4 separate regions of the Sus scrofa genome follow, and all the other regions are linked to region 1. Evidence: chromatin contacts called from public Hi-C, HiChIP or PLAC-seq and promoter capture Hi-C data. All regions are on one chromosome and are shown on one strand. Each heading gives the region's core, a stretch centred on a gene start, on an enhancer-like site or on the middle of the called end of the contact. The rest is flanking DNA. Distances are from core to core; before and after follow the strand shown.

Region 1 (2,575 bases), core at 40-2,539:
CAACAAGATTTTGGGCAGTCTGTCTCCCAAAGTGGGCAAAGAAATTAAAAAGCTTTCCTTGTCTCACACATGCCACTCCTGCCTCTTCAGGCCCCTCAGCCATAGACCACTTCCAGGTCCCTTCTGCAGATGACTCCTTACTGATCAAGCTGCAGGATAGGGTAGGTTCCTGAGGCTTCTCACTGTCCCTGGGAAGTTAGTTATCCTTCCCTACTATAAGCTTTACAAGAGCAAGGCCCTGTTATCATCCCTCTATAGTCTGTCCCAAGCTGGAGCTGAGCACAGAATGGGTACAGAACAGGAATGGGAGTCCGCACAATGGCTGGGATGCTTTGAAGTTTGAAGACAGCGGCATTGGCCCAGTGATGCCACCTGGAGTTGTGCTTTCTCCCCACACCAGCTGGGGGCCTGGGCTTCTCCTTTGGCCAAGAGCAAACCTGCTCTCCCCTCACTTTTCCCATTCCTGCTTGCCAGCTTTCCCCACTCTCTACTGCCTCGGATTCACCAGCCCTTCCAATGGTCACACAGGGCATCGTCCCATTCCCCTCATCTCCACACAGTCTACTCCCAGTGTCTCTGACTCAGGTCCTCCCAGGCATCCCACAGCCACTGTCCTAGACCAGACCACTGGGCCCTGGTCGTCAGAGTGACTGTCCCAGCATACGCAAAGGATCCTGTTGCTCCTGGCTTCCAAACCCTTCACTGACTCTCTATTGCCCACAGTACAGGTCGGGTCTCCCTAGCTACCATCTTGCCCCAGCCCATTCCTAGGCTGACATTACATGGGTCCCCTCTTAAATCTGAAAATAACCAAAACTAGTTTCTAAACAGGCACTCCTGTTTCAAACCTCCACGCCTTTGCACGTGCTGTTCTCTCTGTGTAAAGAGTCCTGCAATCTCTGAATCCCTGGTAAATTCCCACCATTCCTTCAAGTCCCAGTGAGACACTTCCTTTCCAGCTAGTCTCAATACTGTGTGAAAAATCTCCACGGAGGGGCCTGCTCTTCCAAAGCAGGGAATGAGATCCTTGCGGCCCCGGCTCCCCGCGGAGGGCTGGCACAAAAGCTGAGCCAGTGTGAGCTGAATGAACGTTTCAAAGCCGAGGGCGGGGGCTGCCTCCCTCGGGGTCAGTTCTGCCAAAGTCCACCTCTGAGTCTACTCCTCTCCTCCCTCTCCCTGCTCCCCGTTCTGGACGAGCCTTCAAAACCCACAGTTGGCCTCTCCGCCCTAGAGCCTCCCCCCACAGCTCGCGTCTCACTTCCTCTCGGGAGGCGGGCCCAGAGCGGGCACCTCCCCTTTGAACTGCTCCGGGAACTCAGTGCTCTCGCGCACGCCTCTGGTTCAGCTTCTCCCGCCCTCCCAGATCAAAACCGAGAAACGAAACTGCGCTGGATTCCATGCAGCAGGAACCGGCACCCGCCCGATCTCCGGGGCCCCAGCAGAACCCCGTACTGCCCCAGGCCCCCACCATGCCGCCCCCGGAGCCCCCACCGAAGGACACCAGCCCAGCCCCAGCCCCAGCCCCACAGAGGTACTACTGCGTTTGGGGAGATGGGGTTTAGGCTTTGTTGATTTGCTTTGGTCGGAGGACGGGGTAGGGGTGGGTGGGTGGGGGAGAACAGATGGGAAAGGACAAGGAAACTTGGTCAGGTACCTTAAAGAGTGACACAAAGAGGGAAGATCAGGCCCAAGGGTTCTGACCTTCTCGATTGGGGTAGGGATGCGCGAAAGTAGAAAAGGGGACCAGGATGAGTTAGGTGGGCCTCTCTGGACTGTGATTCTCTACTAGCAGCGGGGTGAGATGCTGAGGGTCAGTGGCACTGGAGACCAGACTCTTGCGCCCACGCTGGCGACTTACCTCTTATCCCTGCCTCAGGTGAAAGACCCCACCTGTTAGGACGAAAGGAAATAGCAGCCTTATTGCACTGGCTTGGGAGCCCCGAGTATGTCCCAGGCGTTGAAAAACCAGAACCCTAGTTCTTAGATCAGAAAGTGGCAGAGAGGTAGGTGTCTTGGCTAAGGCCTCAAGTTCCTGTGGTTCCCCCTTTAGGAAGCTTCTTGGATCCTTTTCTCCGAGTCCTCTGCCCTCCCAACCCCCATCCCCAAAGGGTTTAATAGGAGTTTATTAGTCTCCTCCTGCACAGACTCCCCAGCCTCCCACATCAAAGGAACTACTTACATCACTTGCTCTGTGTTCTAACAGGCCCTTTTTACTCTTCCTCTTGAAAGTACACGTAAGACCACATTGCAGTAACTTTTATTATCTGCTTTATCACACCCAGGAATAATATTAACAATACCGTTAACCTTTATGAACACTTTTCATGTGCCACGTATTGTGTTTAGCATTTTTTTGGTAGTAAAATACAATAACATCTATGTGTTATGTGTGTTTTATCCTTTTCTAAGTGTAAAAGCCAGTGGCTTCAAGCCGTTGGTAATGTTGTGTAACCATCACCCATATCTTTCCTGAGTTTTTTCATCCAAAGTCTGTACCGTCTAAGTAATAGTTCCTTATTCCCCTCTTCCCCCAGTGGCTGAGAGCCTCTAATCTACTTTTTGTCTCTGATTTTGC
Region 2 (2,575 bases), core at 57-2,556, 450 kb after region 1:
TTGTCCACATTGACTGAAATGATCAAGATGGAAGATGGTTAGAGGAAAGTAAGACAAGGAGCTGGGTGAACAAATTAGCAGATGGTCTCCTCTCTACAGAGGAGTGTCTTAAGAAGTAAGCATCAGATAACATATTACTATAAATAAAATAGATAACCAACAACGGCCTACTGTATAGCACAGGGAACCATACAAACTCTTTCATAAAAACCTATAAAGGAAAAGAATCTGAAAAAGAAAACATACATATACACGTAACTGAATTACTGTGCTGTACATCTGAAACTAATACAACATTGTAAATTAACTGTACTTCAATTAAAAAATAATAAAATGAAAAAATTAAGTCTAGGCGTTCCCCAGTTGATCAGCAGGTTAAGGATCCTGTGTTGTCACTGCTATGGCTCAAGTCACTGCCATGGCACAGGTTTGATATCTTGCCCAGGGAACTTCCAAACTCTGCGAATGCAACCAAAAAAATTTTAAAAAAAAACCACTTTTTTTCTTTTTAGTGCAGCACTTGCAGCGTATGGAGGAAGTTCCCAGGCTAGGGGTGGAATCAGAGCTGCAGCTGCTGGCCTACACCACAGCTCATGACAACGTGGGATCCTCAACCCACTGAGAGAGGCCAGGGATTGCACAGGCATCCTCATGGATACTAGTTGGGTTCTTAACCTGCTAAGCCACAACAGGGAACTCCAAAAAAATTTTTTTTAAATCTAATTTGTATGATTCACAAAAAGACTAAGCTTCAGAGAAACAAGGGTTTTTACAAAAGGTGGCAGCATTTGTCCCCCACTTTTGGAACCCAGGAAATGAAAATACTAACCCATGTGAGAGGATGCAGCATCCTTACGGGACAGCCAGGTCTCAGTCCAGAGAAGTTCGGAGAAAAGCAGATCCGGAAGCGGGAATCTCAGAAGACCAGTTTGAAAGTGGGAGATTGGGGAAGGGACTAAAGCAGAAGAACATCCTGACAGTCCTTGTCCTTTATTTACCCTACCTACCGCCCGCACTACATCACCCTCCACAACCAGAAAACGCGCAAAAAAGACTAGGCACCCCAGCTGATTTCAACTCCCCGCGAAAGTGCTGACGCCGGAACTCCTGCTTGTCTCCGCTTTCCCATTGGCAGAAGCTTCCGCCAGCTTCAACTCGCTTCCGCCCACGATTCAGTAGGGCGGGGCTGTTCCTAGAAGTCACTTCCGCCCGACCCGCCCATTGTTCCCTTTTTGGCCGCTTCCGGCCTCAGGTCCCGCCCCATCCCTGTGGCCTCGCCCCTTCCCGGCCCGGCAGTCCGGCCCAGCGGTCCCGCTTCCGGTGCGGGCCCCGCCCCGGCTGTGGCCGCCGGCTGCGGAGAAGTACGAAACCCAGCTGCCGAGCCGGGGCCTGAGTGGCCATCTCCTCCAACGACGGCTGACCCGGAGCGCCTGACACAGGTAAGCCGCTCCGGGCTCGGCTCCTTCAGCCTCGGCGGGAGCGGGGGTTGTGGCAGGTGGAGGAGACAGAGGGGTAGGAGGAAAGGCAGGTGTGTAGAGGGAAAACGTGAAGGCGCGGGCAGGCGGAGCGCGGGGGCCGCGGAGGAAAAGTGAGAACGCTGGGAGGAGCCTGGAGGCGCCCTCGCCCATTAGGGTGATTTGAGATAAAGGGATGGGATGAGTAAGGGGCCCCCGGGAACTGAGAGGGTAAGAATAGGTGGGGTTGGAGCGATCTAAGCATAGCCGGCGGATTGGCTGGGAGGTCTTGGTAGAGGTAAAAGTGATAGGGTTGGGTTGGGGGGCTATGAAGAATGGCTGGGATGGGGGGAGGTGTGGGGCTTAAAGGGAGCTGAGGCCAGAGGGATCTGGCAGCAAAGGTAAAAAGAATGGTGGGCAAGGCTGGGTTCAGAGCTGTAAGCAGTCCGTTGCGCCGGACCTGGAGGTCCGGGAACTTTAGGGGAAATGGGAGAGGGGGACGTCTGAAGGGATAGAGTGGTTTATATTTCTGAGACATAACTTTTCTAAAAGTAGGCAGGTAGTATTGTTGTTTGAATCAACTAGCTACTTAGGGACAAGGGGAAGATGGGCTCTTTGGGGGAGGGTGTGTGTATCGAATTGTAGAACTGAGTCATCTCAGTCTTACTAAAGAGGCTGTGAGACACCTCCCCCTCTGCTGGGGACAGCATGCAGGGAAGATGGTGCCATAAGATGAGAAGCAGTTGTTCAATGACGGCAGGACTTGGTTGAAAAATTACCCCACTTGTGATTGATTGCCTAATGTTACTAGGAGAATTAAAATGACCACTGAATTCTTTGTTTTATTCGTTTGTTTACTTTTCTTTGATGCAAGTTATTTTTATTTTAAATGAACATTTTTGGCAGCTGGGTTTATTTAATGCGGGTGTAAATCTTTTCATGCTTTGTTACACTATAAAAAGGGCTATAGCAGAACGAAGTATTGCTTCAGGCATAACTCACACTTTCTAAAGTGCCAGGAGAGGAAGTAAAGACAGAAGCAAATTGGAATTTGAATCTCTCACAGATTGCAAAAGGCAAAAGCGGTGCTCCTAAGATAAGCAGAAAGTGAGAATTTTAAA
Region 3 (2,575 bases), core at 25-2,524, 380 kb after region 1:
CTAAATGAGAGATAACTCAGTGTGACACTGTTGAAAAAGCCTAGGAAGCAGCATCAGGAAGCTAGAACTAGAATCTGGGGTCCTCTCTCATCCTATGACAGAGAGCAAGGAACTTCAGCTCTCTAGGCCTCAGTTTCTTTGGCTTTCAAGTAGATATAAAAATGCCATCCCAGCTAACAGGAATGTTGTGAGATTCAAATGAGATCATCCAACCCTCTCCCCTATGTACACTCTTCATTATCTCTTGCTTTAACTGCTACAACAGCCTCTTGCCTCTCCCTATCAAATATCCATGCTGCCAGCCAACTTGTTTTAAAACCAGATCCGATCAAGTCATTCCTCTGCTTAGAACCCCTCCAATGAATCCAAACCACCTCTATGAATAAGTCTAAATGCCACAGCCTGATTTTCAAAACCATTCACACCTTTTCTCTCTGACAACCGCCTTCCCCAAGAGCTCTGGGCTGCCCCACCCTCCCCAACACTTAGGTCTATCCTCAGGAAGCCTGGATTCACAACAAAGTTCTCCTCACTTTATACCTCTGCTCATCTGCTAACTCCTCTACATGTAATTCCTCTTCCCTCTTCAGTCTCTAAGCAAACTCCTACCAAGACCAACCCAAACACAACCTCTCTGTCCTCCCTCCCTCCCCTCTGTTGTTCTCACATTCTCTCATGGCAAAGGATTACAAACATCTGTTTACATCTCAATCTCCCCGCATCCCATTCGTAGAGGCCCTTGACAGCAAAGACTAGAATTTTTTGTCCTTGTTGTCCCAATGCCCAGTACATATGGGTGCCTAGAAAATGAATCTGAAACTATGAGAAAGAATCTTGTAAGGCAAGCCAGGCCACTGTTATAATCAATATTGCTTCCAAAGTGGCTTCTTTGGAAGAGGAAAGAAAGGCTTCGAGGCCGTCCAGCAGACCCCAGGGCACCCTCAAAACCTTCCATCTTTGCCTTTAAACAGGAAGGAAATAGGTCTTTTAATATACCCTATCTCATTTAATCCTCTCAAATGGACCCCGAGGCAGGCATTATCATCTACGTACTACAAAGGAACTGAGGCTCAAAAAAGTGAAATCAGTGGCCCAAGGTCACTGACAGTTAATACTGGGACAGGAATACTATCTCCTGGGTGACGACCCCACCATTCCCATGGGACCTGCGAACTAGTCAATACGCATTGAGCCCGCGCGGCCCGGGACCCAGCGCCCTCACCCGTCCCGCGGAAGGAACCCGGCCGCAGGGCCGCCGTGTAAACACTCACTCAGGTCCTCTCGCCGGAAACCGGAAGCTCCGCGCTGCATTCTGGGAGTTGCAGTTCCTACTGCGGCTCCTGCTCCTTTATAAGCAGCTTGCCGGCGAGAGGCGCTAGTTGCAAAGTTTCCGGTTCCGGGGAGGGTGTGACTTCGCGACCATTTGAAAGTTACGGCGCGAGGGTCTCTGGGTGCTTTCGCCTCAGAGGGTACTGAAATTGTTAGTGTTCTAGGGTGTGGGTCTCTTGGGTCGTAAGAGCAAGGCTTGGTGTGAGGTGTACTGCCCGGTGATTCCCGCACTGTCCTGGGACGCATGCAGAGTCCGTAGGTTACGCCAGGTCCTTACAGCGTCACAGGTGGGAACGCCCGCTGCCGGGCTCTCGGCCTGATTGCGGACCCCAAATGCTCCAACCTTTCCCTCTGGGAGGGCCCTTTCCCGAGCAGCTTCTTCAGACACTCCTCAGCGGTTCTTTGCAGCCCTCACAGAAAACGACTTGCCCTCGGTGAAGTCAGCCTCTTTTGTGACCCTCGCCTCTGGATTCTCCCGACTAAACCTCCCTGTGGGGGCTTACCAGGAACCCAATGATGACTTCCTCGAAAAGTCAGTTCTTAGGAGTTAGCAAACCGGGTTCCTGGTCCGCCCCAGTATGCGATGGTGGGATTTATCCAGGTCATTAATGGAATCAATTCGGGGAGGGGAATTTTCACTGAATTCTCATAGAAAATGCATACAGTCGTCCCTAGGTATTCGCGGGGCATTGCTTCCTGCACCTCCTCCTCCCCCCGCGGATACCAAATCCGCGGATACTCACTTTATGCAAAATGGCATATAGTCTGCCCTGCCTATTCCCGAATGCCCTGTCCCTCGGATACTGAGGGGCCAACTGATTTTATTGTTGTTGTTGTTGTTTTCTTTTTAAGGCCGCACCAACTGTATTTTAGATGCATGGTTAGAGTGGATTGTATTTGCGCAGGTGTTAGGCCTCGCCAATCAATTAAGGGAGCCACTTTTCTTCTTTTTTTCAATGGCCACACCTGCAGTATATGCAAGTTCCCCAGCCCAGGGGTCGAAATGGAGCTGCACCTGTGGCCTAGCCCCCGCCACAGCCACGCCAGATCCGAGCCACATTGGCAAGCTACACTGCAACTTGTGGCAACACCAGATCCTTAACCCACTGAGAGAGGCCAGGGCTTGAACCCGAATATCCTCACAGAGACAACTGTAGGGTTCTTAACCCACTGAGCCACATGGGAACTCCTTTTTTTTTTAATTTCTTTTTCTTTCTTTTTTTTTTTTTTTGACTGTGCCCAGGGC
Region 4 (2,575 bases), core at 42-2,541, 320 kb before region 1:
ATCATAGACACTTGCCACATTCAGCTCCTCCCTTCCCTAATTTATCCTCCACACTGTAAACCAACATTACACCCCCGGCTTCCTGCATTTTACTCCCTTCCTTTATTTTCTGTCTTCCCCCACCCCCATCTCTAGAGCCAGGCACCCTTATTTCGCTAATAAATAATTCCCCCTACCCTCAGTTTCAAGCCTTTCTCCCCATCCTCTGCTCAATTTTCCTCTCCTTATTTAGAAACTCCCTTTTGCTCTCCCAACCACTACCCTAGAATGCCCAACACTCCACCCTCCTTAGCAAACCCAGCCCTCTTTCCCCATCTCATTTAGAGCCACTGCTGCTCCTCTTTCTAGATCTCCTACTGCAGTCAACCCACTACCTTGGCTTTCCACCCACCTTCCCTCCACCTCCACAGCCAAGGCTCCCTGATTCTTTATGCCCTCCTTAAGGCTCTAGTACTCTGCTCAGTATTCTTCAGGACTCCCTTCCCCCCAACATCTCCCTTATTTTTTTAAGGATGTCACCAGTTTCACGGGGCCCCAGTTGAATCCTGGACATTTACAGCGCCTGGGACCCCTGGTCTCAAGGAGAGCCTGACACCACTCCCCATTACCTTAAACACAAACGCCTGTCTTGTGCCGCCTTCTTTAAACGCTGCGCCCCCTCCTCATCCGCCCCCGCTACTCCGGCTCCCCACGTCGGCTTCCTCGGTGTCCCCTCCCCGACTGAGAGCGACGAGCCCAAGACGTGGAGCCTCTAAGTCAGCAACACCTCGAGCTCTTATCGGACGCCCCCACCTCTCGGACAGGCGCCTCCGGTTCTCACACCCTCGCCTCTTCGAACTCCCAACCGGCATCTGCTCCTCTCGGGTCCGCAGCCCCTCAGACTCCGACGGGCCCCTTTCCCCCAGCTCCGCCACCTCCTTGGGCCCTGGACGGCTCCCTCCGGCCACCAGTGTCCCTCAGCCCCCGCCCGGCCCGCCCCCGGCGCCCGGCTTACCGTTTTGAGCGGCGCCTGGTCCTGGAAGGAGGGAGCCAGAGACCAGCAACAGCGAGAGGGCCAGGGCGCTGGGAAGCGACGAGCCCAACATCCTCCCTGCAGAAGACCGAACAGCGAATTGGCCGGGGCCGGAGCCGGGGCTGGGGAAGGGAGGGGAGGGAGGGAGGGGGCGGGCGAGTGTGCCAGGGAGAGAGCGAGGGAGGCAGCCGCGGCTCGGCTCCGTCCTTCCCCGTCCTCCTCCTACCGCCGCAGCGCCCAGGCCTCGCGAGACAATCTCTCCCGGCCGTGGGCGGTTGAGCAGCGACGGCGTCAAGGATCGCGAGAAGAGGCGGCCGCAAGCGATCCTCCCGCCCCTCGGACTCTGTGTCCCCGCCCCTGGAGAGGCCGATTGGCCTAGCGCGAGGTGGATCACGTGCCAACGGTGCTTCTGGCCACGTGATGGGGAGAGGCGGGGCTCCTGAAGCTCTCCTGGCCTTGGGGAACCGAGAAGTCTGCATTTAGCTTATCCCTCTGTGAAACGCCCATAAATAAGAGGAAGCTTTGGGAACATAATATTTCCTCCGCCCATCCTGCCTTTCGTTTGTTGGAGCGCTTGGCTGCAAAATTTAATGCACCACCGCCTCTTTTAAGCCTTCCTCTCATTGTTCTCTATCAAAGTCCTGCTATTTCTTCCATCTGGACTTTGACCTTAGACTCCCTCCTGACATCTGGCTTCAGCCTCCCACGTTAACCCCCATGTTTTAACCTTTCAGGCTAAATGACAACTGGTATTACCTTGTGCTTTACTCATCTCCCTCTGCGTGAAATGTCCTCCTTTTCCTTGCCTTTCTATTCCCCCCGCCCCCCCTCCCCTCGTTTTGGCCTTGTTTTAACTACTTAGAATCTCAGGCCTGAAGTTCAACTAGCCTAATTGCTAGTTAGACAATGTAGACAATAAATTCTATAAGGATGCCATCATGTATTAACTTATACGAAGACTCTTCAGAAGCATTTTCACACAGCCAACATTTGAGTACCTGCTGTGTACCAAGTTTTTAATTTGCTGTGAAACCCAGATCAAAAAGTTCACAACCTAGTCTATCAGAGGAACTAGGAAGAAAAATGACTGTACAGGAAAACCATCCATAGGAAGGGAGCCAGCCAAGTGCTCTGGCAATGTGGTCACTACTGTTTGCATGGAAGTTTGGGAAGTGCTCTTTTTAAGGGTATTTTTGGCATTACCCCGAGCCCTGTCAATCCTTGGTTGGTAAAGGAGTTTCTGTGATTTAGCTAATCCCTGACTCAGAGCAGACATCCTGGGGAGTGTCTGTGGAGTGAAACCAAGAGGAGCCAAGTAAACAGCCCCAGTGACCTGACTCATTTCGAAGAGAAAACTTGGAGAAACTGTAAGAAGAAGCACTCACCATAATCTTCACACTCTCAAGCCAAAGCGGTCTATAAGCTTTCAGCAAGAACCACACAGCTGGTGGTTCCAGACTGAGTTTTCTAGAAAGCACTGGGTCTATAAGTATAGCATGTTTTCACGGAAATGAAACTATATCTTTCAAAACCTCAGATGTGTAACAAAAAGGTTGACATGTA

Evidence for each region. Promoter capture Hi-C pulls out the DNA fragments that hold promoters and counts their contacts. Hi-C and Micro-C count contacts between places; a contact is called where the count stands out from the background. HiChIP or PLAC-seq counts read pairs in DNA pulled down with a chosen protein or histone mark.
Region 2: a contact with region 1 is called in an H3K27ac HiChIP or PLAC-seq map of alveolar macrophages. The contact joins the promoter of ARID3B here to the promoter of PML in region 1. A contact is called at or near these places in 1 of 47 Hi-C or Micro-C datasets (liver) and 1 of 2 datasets of contacts at active chromatin or transcription factors (alveolar macrophages).
Region 3: a promoter capture Hi-C map of liver shows a contact between it and region 1, with 3 times the contacts expected there. The contact joins the promoter of UBL7 here to the promoter of PML in region 1. A contact is called at or near these places in 1 of 5 promoter capture datasets (liver), 1 of 47 Hi-C or Micro-C datasets (embryonic fibroblasts) and 1 of 2 datasets of contacts at active chromatin or transcription factors (alveolar macrophages).
Region 4: a Hi-C map of liver shows a contact between it and region 1, with 4 times the contacts expected there. The contact joins the promoter of NPTN here to the promoter of PML in region 1. A contact is called at or near these places in 3 of 47 Hi-C or Micro-C datasets (heart right ventricle, liver and skeletal muscle) and 1 of 2 datasets of contacts at active chromatin or transcription factors (alveolar macrophages).

The regions. Positions count from the first base shown.
Region 1 is chr7:59,448,869-59,451,443 of Sscrofa11.1, reverse strand. PML (protein PML) reads left to right here and starts at 1,289. Exons shown (of 10, transcript XM_001925572.5): 1 at 1,289-1,482; 2 at 1,485-1,531. The coding sequence starts at 1,398. STOML1 (stomatin-like protein 1) reads right to left here. Exons shown (of 8, transcript XM_021099072.1): 1 at 2,180-2,575; 2 at 1,859-1,890.
Region 2 is chr7:58,997,438-59,000,012 of Sscrofa11.1, reverse strand. ARID3B (AT-rich interactive domain-containing protein 3B) reads left to right here and starts at 1,306. Exons shown (of 11, transcript XM_021099056.1): 1 at 1,306-1,439.
Region 3 is chr7:59,069,453-59,072,027 of Sscrofa11.1, reverse strand. It overlaps UBL7 (ubiquitin-like 7 (bone marrow stromal cell-derived)), which reads right to left and starts at 1,274. Exons shown (of 11, transcript NM_001243682.1): 1 at 1,223-1,274. LOC100525054 reads left to right here and starts at 1,430. Exons shown (of 9, transcript XR_002345827.1): 1 at 1,430-1,616.
Region 4 is chr7:59,767,326-59,769,900 of Sscrofa11.1, reverse strand. It overlaps NPTN (neuroplastin), which reads right to left and starts at 1,291. Exons shown (of 9, transcript XM_021099078.1): 1 at 995-1,291. The coding sequence starts at 1,085.